Regions from separate parts of the Mus musculus genome. Here regions 1 and 3 are each linked to region 2. Evidence: chromatin contacts called from public HiChIP or PLAC-seq data. All regions are on one chromosome and are shown on one strand. The core of a region is the stretch at or near the end of the contact, and the rest is flanking DNA. Distances in the headings are between cores, read along the strand shown.

Region 1 (2,700 bases), core at 2-2,501, 250 kb after region 2:
GTTGGATATGTGGAGAAAGCTGTGGTCATAGGCCGTCCAGATCACAGGCTGGCAGGTGATCCATTTGTTGTCCCCTCATACCCACACACTGTGGCATGGTGACACAACCTCTTCTAGAGTTGACACCCCGATTTTCTGGTGCCTCCTATATTTTGGGGGTGACACCCATGGTAGGAACCCCACCCAACTCTAATGCCGCTTCCTTACTGAGTCACCTACAACCCTGTCAGGCCTGTTGAGGGGAAACTTTGGTGAATCAAGTACCCAAGACCCAGTCCCTTAATCCCTGAGGAATTCATTGGGAATTTGGATCTAGCTCTCGAGGAACACACAGCCTAGACTAGGGTCGCCAGAGTCTAGACCCTCTTTTAGATTAAGAGGCCCAGGCTCAGCCCTTCTCCCTCAGACTCATAGGTCTCAACCCCAGCCCTCCTCCCTCAGTTCATGGATCCAGACTCTTCCCTCAGACCCAGGTTCCAGATCCCAGCCTCCTCTCTCAGACTCCAGTATCAGCTTTCCCCCTTCAGACCCAGGAGTCTAGGTCCCATACCTCCTCCCTCAGATTCACATTCCAGACCTCCCCATCTCTGCTCCCATCGCACTCAGGTGTTAACTGGGGCCAGACACAACCCCCAGGTTTCTTGTCAGTCCCCAGCCCCCTCCCTTCCCATTTGAAGCAGAGATGAGGTGCAATATTTACTTTGGTCCTCACATGAATCGCCCCCTAAAACACGTGACTGTCCCCCACTGACCCCATGCCTCCGGGCCTTGAACCGAACACTGGGGAGGAACCCGCTCCCACTCTGTATAACACACCAGGCATCCCTCCCTAACCCCTCACTCTCTCCCTGCCTCTCCAGATCTTGCAGTTTTCTGTCTCTCAACATCTGTGTCTACCTGTCTCCATCCTCTCAATTCCCATCTCCAGTCACTCATCTTCCCTATCTCCCCTGCCCTGGGTCCCTGCTCCCTCTTCCCCAGTCTCCTTCTTCCTGTACATTCTCCATCTCTGACTCTGTTTCTATCTCTTCCCACTCTTGTTTCTACCTCTGCCGCAGGTCTTCAGTCCTGAGAGATGAGACAAGAGGGGAAGTGGGGTGTGGGGAACAGAGAGGAGAGGGAGGATGGAAAATCCAGGGGGAAGGGAAGAGGGTCAGGCAGACCGGCTAGTCTCCCTTGGCATCTCTGTCAGAGCCCCGCCCAGGGCTGTGTGGCCTGGCCCATATAAGCAGCTCCTGGCCTCACACTGAGAACTTAGTGTCTGCTGTCACCAAGAACCTCTATCTCCATCCCCTCACGTGGATCTGCAGGTAGGACCATCTCCTCCCTAAGTCCCTGCTCTCTGGCAGGCACCTCCGCTCGGTTCTCTGCCTATCTGGCTCACAGCTCTGTCTCCCTGACTGCCTCTGACTGACTGCCGCTGACTGGGATCATCTTACTCTTTCTCAACGCTTCACTTCCCCAGTCTCACCTTTCCAACCTGACTGGTACAGAGTTGGATTTAGAAATTCTGGGGCCCAGCACCCAGTCTCAGAGCCTGTTTGGATGGGTCCATCATCAGGCATTTCTCTTCTGTCTCTGAGCCTATAGCCCTCTGTAAAATCAGCTTGTAGAGGTACCATGTTCCACGCTTGTGGCTGTCTCACAGTGTCTCTGCGAGCACCTGGCTCAGAGTTCTTTCCCATCTGTCTCTGCCATTCCTGGCTGCCTTTGCTCTCCCTAGACAAGGATTTGTCTCTCTCCAACTCTGCCTCTGCTCCAAGAAGGGTCCTCTGGGGTCTGTCGGGCAGCTGTTAAAACGATGGGCGAGTAGTTCGCCCACCTAGCCATCCCAGCCAACAGGTTAACTTGGCCTCTTTCTCTTCAGCTCCCTTCCCCCCCTGAGAGTTCGTCTCCCCCAGTGCCCTAGTCCCTTGCCCTCCCCTGCCTAGTATCCAGCATCCCTTGGACAGACTACATTGCTGTTGCCGTAGCCGTCCCCTGCAGCCGTTCACACAGCAGCCACCTCCTCAGGGCCAGCAAGATGCAGTTTGAGATGCACGACCACGTGAAAGGCAAAGGTGGGGTCACTGAATGCACCAGCAACCCTCTAGGTGCCAGGAACCTGGCTGCCTCCCTACCCTGGGCACCCTGGCTTCGAAAACAAATGGCACTTGCTTCTACCCCAGAGGCCCCAGGAAATGTTGGAGCCCAGTCATGGAGGAGGAGGTGGTGGTATGTGTAGCCAAGTCGAGGCTCTGCCCAGCTGTGGTGCCCACTTTCCCTCCTGACTTTGGCTCAACCAGATGTGTAGTTGGCAACAGCAGCAGAGACAGACTAGGGGTGTTGATGACCAAATGTGACAGATAGGAATGGGGAGGAGGTACAGTGATGTTTCCTCTAGTGGGCGGCCAGGTGGCCTGCCCAGACTGCCCGGCAGAAGGAAGGGCGGCAGGGGTGGCGCGGCTCAGAAGGTCCTGCCAGGATGCCTGTTGATCCCCCTTCTCTTACCTCCACAGCCATGTCATATCCAGTGACTAGTCAGCCTCAGTGCGCCAACACCTGCTACCAGACACAGCTCAGCGATTGGCACACGGGCCTCACCGACTGTTGCAACGACATGCCCGTCTGTGAGTGTCCGAGGAAGATGGGGAGGGAGGGAAACTCACGCCACACTCCTGCAGTCTTCACTCTGCCTGGGATCCCATTATCCAACCCTCA
Region 2 (2,700 bases), core at 75-2,574:
GACTAGAGTCTCTGTTTAATATTCATAAGGCACCGTGGTCAGTCCCCAGCATGTCCACGTCCTCAATCCTTAACCTTTGGGATTCAAAACATTTCTCCAAAGTCTTCCATTTAACCAACCATAAATTCATTCTTGAATGCAGCCAGTCTTGGTTTTCTCAGGTTCTTCTAATTTCCCACCAAGTCCTTATTTTTTTTTCCCAAACTACCATTATACTTTCATTTCTCACCAGTTCACTCCTGGGGGTTGGGGTGGTGGTGGTGGAATACGTACGTGCATAGTGTGCATTCAAATGTGTAGGTGTCCTTGCACGAATGTGCCCATGTATGGAGGCCAGCTGTCTTCCTCAATTGCCCCTGGCTTTATAGATCAAGGCAGGGTCTCTCACTTGTACCTGCAGCACCCCAACTCAGGTAGCCCAGCCAGTGGGTTTGCTTGAGGAATCAACTGTCTTTACCTCCAGAGTGCTGGGATTCCAGGTGAGCAGACATGCCCCGCTTCTACCAACTCTGGCCTTCATGCCTCAAGCACATGTGCTTCAATAATGAACCATTTCCCCAGCCCAAATTTTACCCAGTTCTCCCTAGGATTTTGCCAAATGGCTGATTTCTTTGCCATCCTGTCCACGTAACCTTCACCTTTACAGGTAGCGCTGGAAATGGAACCCACGGCAATGAGTACCAACAAAATACTCTACTACTAAATACATTCTCCAGGTTAACGAAGCTCTAGGAATCCCCCTCAGGTTCTTCCTCGGACCTCCAAATTAACTTCCTGGCTCCCGCCTGCACACCCTGTTCTTTGATTTTTGTTTGTTTCCTATTAAGGTTTAGTTATTTATTTACAGGCAGGATTTTACGTTGCCCTGCCTGCCCTCCAACTTGATACACAAAAGGATAACCTTGAACTCCTGATCCTGCTGCCTCCACCTCCCAAATACTGGGATTACAAGATCCTTAAATTCCCCCCAGGAATTTCGCGCAAAAGCATCATTAGTTCTACATCACCTCCAAACCCTTATCCCGTCCTTTCCCCCCAGGAAGAGCTGTCCTACTCCGCTGATTGGCTAAGCCACCCTCATCCCATTGGTTTCTCTATCAAGCGACTCGAGACTCTCTGTGGCCCTCGGCAGCCCCAGACGGCGTCTCCCGAGCGAGGTCCGGCAGGAGACGCTCTGTTTCCGCAGACTTTTGTTTCCCAGGAGGCTGAGAGAGGTCTCGAGAACCGAGCTACAAAGTGAACCATAGTTCCGGGACGCGGACGCTGCGGTCACCTACCGCTCTGGGCGCCGCCATCTTGCCAGGTAACGTAAACAGAAGAGGCAGGACGTTCCCTCCTAACACGTGGTTCAGACACCAAGGGCCACGCGTGTGGCCACGCCCCCTTCTGTTTTAGCCCGCCTTTTAAAGGCGCGCGTGCGGAGGAGACGGTCTTTCCTGTAAAGGATCTACTCCTCCCACTCCACCCCACCCCCGAGTGCGGTCGCAATTCTCTTGCGTTCATTGGTTTTTCAGTTTACACCCGATATCTCTACAGCAGAATCAGTACGACTGATTATGATTTTTTATTTATTGTTATTGTGCGTATACACGCGTGACATTCCGCGGCGCAGGTGTAGAGATGAGCCGAGTCTGGGTCCAGGAAGCGAACTGAGATCCACTGGCTTGCACAGCAAGCACCTTTACCCACGGAGCTACTTTGCTACCCTATTATTAGGTTTTTAAATTTTATTTTCTCTGTGTGTGCATGTAGCTCTACACCACGTGTGTTCAATGCCTTGGAGACCAGACGAGGACGCTGGATCCCTGGAATTGGAGTTGGCAGCCCCCGTGTGTGTGTGCTGAGAATTGAACCCAGATCTTCTGAAGGAGTAGTCAGTGCTCTTAACTGCCACTGAGACGTCTCTCCTCAGCGATGAGGTAGAGGCAGATTAGACTTGAGTATAAGAGACTATCTTTAGTTTGGAGTTCACATCTATACTTATTAAGAGAGTTATTACTTTTACATAAAGTCTCTCATGTATGGTATATTTGCCATGAACTTTTTTCAATTAAAAGCGTATATTTATCATTAATGTGTGTATGTGTTTTATGTATATGAGTGCAGGCACACTTGTGCTGTGGACAGAAGTTTATGAGGTGCTGGGGACTAAACCTCAGACCTCCTTCATGCTAGGCTAGCTCTTTACCAACTGAGCCACATCCACAGCCCTCAGTGTGAACTCTTGGTGGATTCTCTTCATTCATTCATTCATTCATGTTTGCTGAGCACTCGCAGTGGGTGCTGGGGTCGCACTAACAGCCCTTTTCTTAGGTAGTCATCATTCTAGGTAGAAAGACAATAGGTAAGAAATGAACACAAAATTAAAACTAGTGTTTGATAAAAAAAAGTAGGTAAAAACGGGCAATATATTAGGGTGTGGCGGGGTATAGGGCAGCAGTGAAGGTCTGTAGAGCAGGTGCATTTAACTGCAATGAGTGACAGGAGAGTCACCTACCCCAAGGCTTGGATAAAGGTGTTCAGGCAGAGGTAACAGCCTGTACAAAAAGCCTGAGGTCTTTGTCAGCTTGCAGAGAGGTGGAGACTTGACCAGAGTTGGGCAGTAGTGCTGGCTGCCTGGCTGCCCAGCAGGGGTTCATTCTAGTCACAGAGGGAGAGAGGACTTTCAGAGTCTGATTGACTTGTTGCAAATGTAACATG
Region 3 (2,700 bases), core at 169-2,668, 190 kb after region 2:
CCCTTTTATGAAGCCCTTTTTATGTTCAAATAAAATACATGCTCCCTCAGGGCACAAGTACCAGTCTCAAACCTGCTCATTTCCTTATTGGAGCCTTCTTCGGTCCTTCTCTTCACACCTTATAAATGAGAACAGTACAAAGATGAAAATAATGACTCTGGCCTTTTCATAAGGAACTATCTTAGGCAGATGAATGCTCTTCCCAGGGCATTCCCTGAAATCTGTATCAAGGCTTGACAAAAACGTAGGTAATTTTAGGATCCATGCCTGGACCTCCAGGAGATTATAACTGCTTTCTCATCCCTTGTAAACTCCTTTTGCGCAAAGCTATTTTCCAAGAACTACCTAGTGAGACCCGGAATGCCTGCCTCCCTGGGTCATTTCACTTCCAGCTTCCCTGCCAGGACCCTGCTGCAAGCAAGCAACCATCCCAAAATAGATACCCAGGCTAGCACCTTTACCTGCTCCCGTGATCACAACCACTCACACTCAGCACCCATTATCTAAGGCTTTACATGAAGTGCTATCCTCTCAAAAGAGTCTATAATCGTGCCCATTTCTACAACCTAAAAAAGTCAAGGACAAGGGCGTTAAGTAATGTGCCCGATATGGACCAACTCCATAATTTAACTTCATCTGCACTCAATCTGGGCAAAAGCTGTCTTAAATTTTTCTGAGATCTCCCAAACAAAATCCACCTTCCAGAATGATTTTGACCTCCCCCACCCTCCACACACACACACACACACACACACACACTTTAAGATTGGACACAGCCAACATAAGCTGTTTTCTGTCTCAATATTCACATAGGCGCCTGCTTCCTAACACCTAGCACAATTTCAAGGCACTTCCTTAGCCTACTGTTTATGAATCGTTACTTTTTTTTTTTAGGAAAATGCAGGACCAGATTCCCTGACCACATAAGAAGTCACAAGTTGACAGTCTTGTGAACTATTTGCACAGCCTTTCTCAGACCATAAAAGGGATGCACCAAGAAGAAATGCAATAAGGAAGTAGAAAAACCAGGAGAGTTCCTGGAACAATCACAAAGAGGTGGAGACTCCAGAGCCAGTGCTTAACGGCCTTGAACCATGCTTGGCAACCCCACCTGTCCCTTTCTATGCCTCTTGGCATCTGACTTCCTTCTCACCTGTCCCTTTGGCCTCACTTTCACAGACCTGATGAGTGGAGGAGTCAGAAAGGATTCATGAGAGAGCTGACTCACTTATGTACACTCACTCACCTTGGGACAGTTGCTACGCAGGGCGCAGGATTTAAGGACAATTAAGGAGTTATGCTTCCTAGAAATTATGCTGTCATGTTTGTCTAAGCAGAGGTGGGCCCTCTGGCCCTTAGGAACTTACATCCTCCCTTCTCCCTAGGTTGGGTTACATTCTCCTTTTAGTAGGTCATTTGTTTACTAAGTCATACTCAAGAAAAGAGAAAAAAAACTCAGTTGGATGGATTCCTTAAAGTCCCAAGCATTCCATTCCATTCTAAAATGTCTGTTGTTTTGGTGATGAGCAAGCAAAAAAGAAATATTAAAGGCCATGCAGGAAATTGATAACAAGTTTAACCATAAAACCATGAGTAACAACCTACAAAATGCCTTTAGGGACCACTGAACCACAATAATGAAGAGACAGGAGTCTAGTACTGCGACCTTTCCATTTGTATCTCATCTATAGGTCACCATGACTCATCCTCACACAGTTAGCTCTTACCTCAGAACTTGTAGATGGAACCAGCCTTTAGATACACACATATATTCATGAATTTCTTTCTATGCTTTAAACAGAACTTCATTATGTAGCCCTGGCTAGTCTAAAACTCACTATATAGACTAGGCTGGCCTGAACTAATAGAGTTCCATCTGTTTCTGCCTCCCAGAGTATACCCCCACAGAGTATACCCCCACAACCAGTCTAGATTCAAATATTTTGGAATCTGAAGCTCCTGTTTCCACTTCACACCATTGCATCCACAGAATTCAACGATAACTCTAGTGGAAATAATTATACTAAACTTCAACAGTAAGACAGGATCTGAAACAAGGCTTGGGATGAAAAATTTGGGAGGCTGAACAGCAAGGCAGGAATCTTTCAGGACATAAAATGTGCGTCAGTCATGGTTGACTGCAGACCAAGGAGCCATGCTGAAGGACTATGAATGACACCCTAAGGAGTCTGAACTCGATCTATAGATTACAGGAATAGCTGGAAATGTGGATAAACAGCAGCTTAAGAAAATTAAGTTAGCTTTTAAAAGGATTACTAAGCAAGCTTAAATTTAAATAAGTAGTTCTTAACTTTGATAAGAAATTAAAATGATCTGGAAGCTTTTTTTTTTTTTTTGAGACAGTGTGTCTCTGTGTAGCCTTTGATAGGAACTCCCTATTACATCAGGCTGACCTGGAACTCACAGAGATCTGCCTGCCTCTGCCTCCTGAGTCCTGGGATCAAAGACATGGGCCACCACCTTTTACTGAACCAAGCTCCAACCTAAGGTTCTATATCATATTTACCTGTTTCGTGCCTTTAAAGGTTATTTTTAGTAGTGGGTATTTCTGTTTTACTTTGATTTTTGATTTGAAGTCCTGGTGATTGAACCCAAGGTCTAGCACACTCTAGCAAAGTGTTCTACCTCTGAGCTTATCTTCAATTCCCTTAGTCTTCTCTAAATTGGTAGAGTTGTTCC

Evidence for each region. HiChIP or PLAC-seq counts read pairs in DNA pulled down with a chosen protein or histone mark.
Region 1: an H3K27ac HiChIP or PLAC-seq map of microglia shows a contact between it and region 2, with 6 times the contacts expected there. The contact joins the promoter of Cnfn here to the promoter of Dmac2 in region 2. A contact is called at or near these places in 2 of 39 promoter capture datasets (liver and neural stem cells), 4 of 115 datasets of contacts at active chromatin or transcription factors (embryonic stem cells, kidney and microglia) and 3 of 9 other capture datasets (adipose tissue, embryonic stem cells and pancreatic islet).
Region 3: a contact with region 2 is called in an HNF4G HiChIP or PLAC-seq map of pancreatic cancer cells. The contact joins the enhancer-like site here to the promoter of Dmac2 in region 2. A contact is called at or near these places in 16 of 39 promoter capture datasets (the 3T3-L1 cell line, the C10 cell line, the HPC-7 cell line and 11 more), 5 of 15 datasets of contacts at CTCF or cohesin (CD8 T cells, embryonic stem cells, hippocampal excitatory neurons and 2 more), 151 of 484 Hi-C or Micro-C datasets (the 63-12 cell line, 8-cell embryo, the AML12 cell line and 90 more), 39 of 115 datasets of contacts at active chromatin or transcription factors (the 230-238 cell line, CD8 T cells, the HPC-7 cell line and 22 more) and 5 of 9 other capture datasets (adipose tissue, embryonic stem cells, embryonic tail and 2 more).

Annotation. Positions count from the first base shown.
Region 1 is chr7:25,368,275-25,370,974 of GRCm38.p6, reverse strand. Cnfn (cornifelin) reads left to right here and starts at 1,251. Exons shown (of 4, transcript NM_001081375.1): 1 at 1,251-1,310; 2 at 2,499-2,609. The coding sequence starts at 2,501.
Region 2 is chr7:25,618,038-25,620,737 of GRCm38.p6, reverse strand. Dmac2 (distal membrane arm assembly complex 2) reads right to left here and starts at 1,324. Exons shown (of 6, transcript NM_001290487.1): 1 at 1,278-1,324. The coding sequence starts at 1,295. It overlaps Gm38969 (a long non-coding RNA gene), which reads left to right and starts at 1,077. Exons shown (of 2, transcript XR_881901.3): 1 at 1,077-1,303; 2 at 1,753-2,070.
Region 3 is chr7:25,428,994-25,431,693 of GRCm38.p6, reverse strand. All of the region lies in intron 4 of 4732471J01Rik (RIKEN cDNA 4732471J01 gene), which reads right to left. Among named protein-coding and RNA genes, the nearest start is that of Cxcl17, 17 kb to the right of the region's middle. Within about 2 kb of position 1,418, at least 53 of the 459 cell types and tissues checked have an H3K27ac peak or open chromatin away from gene starts, as enhancers often do. A contact at or near this core is called in the 63-12 cell line, CD8 T cells, colorectal tumor organoids and 4 more, where this site is marked.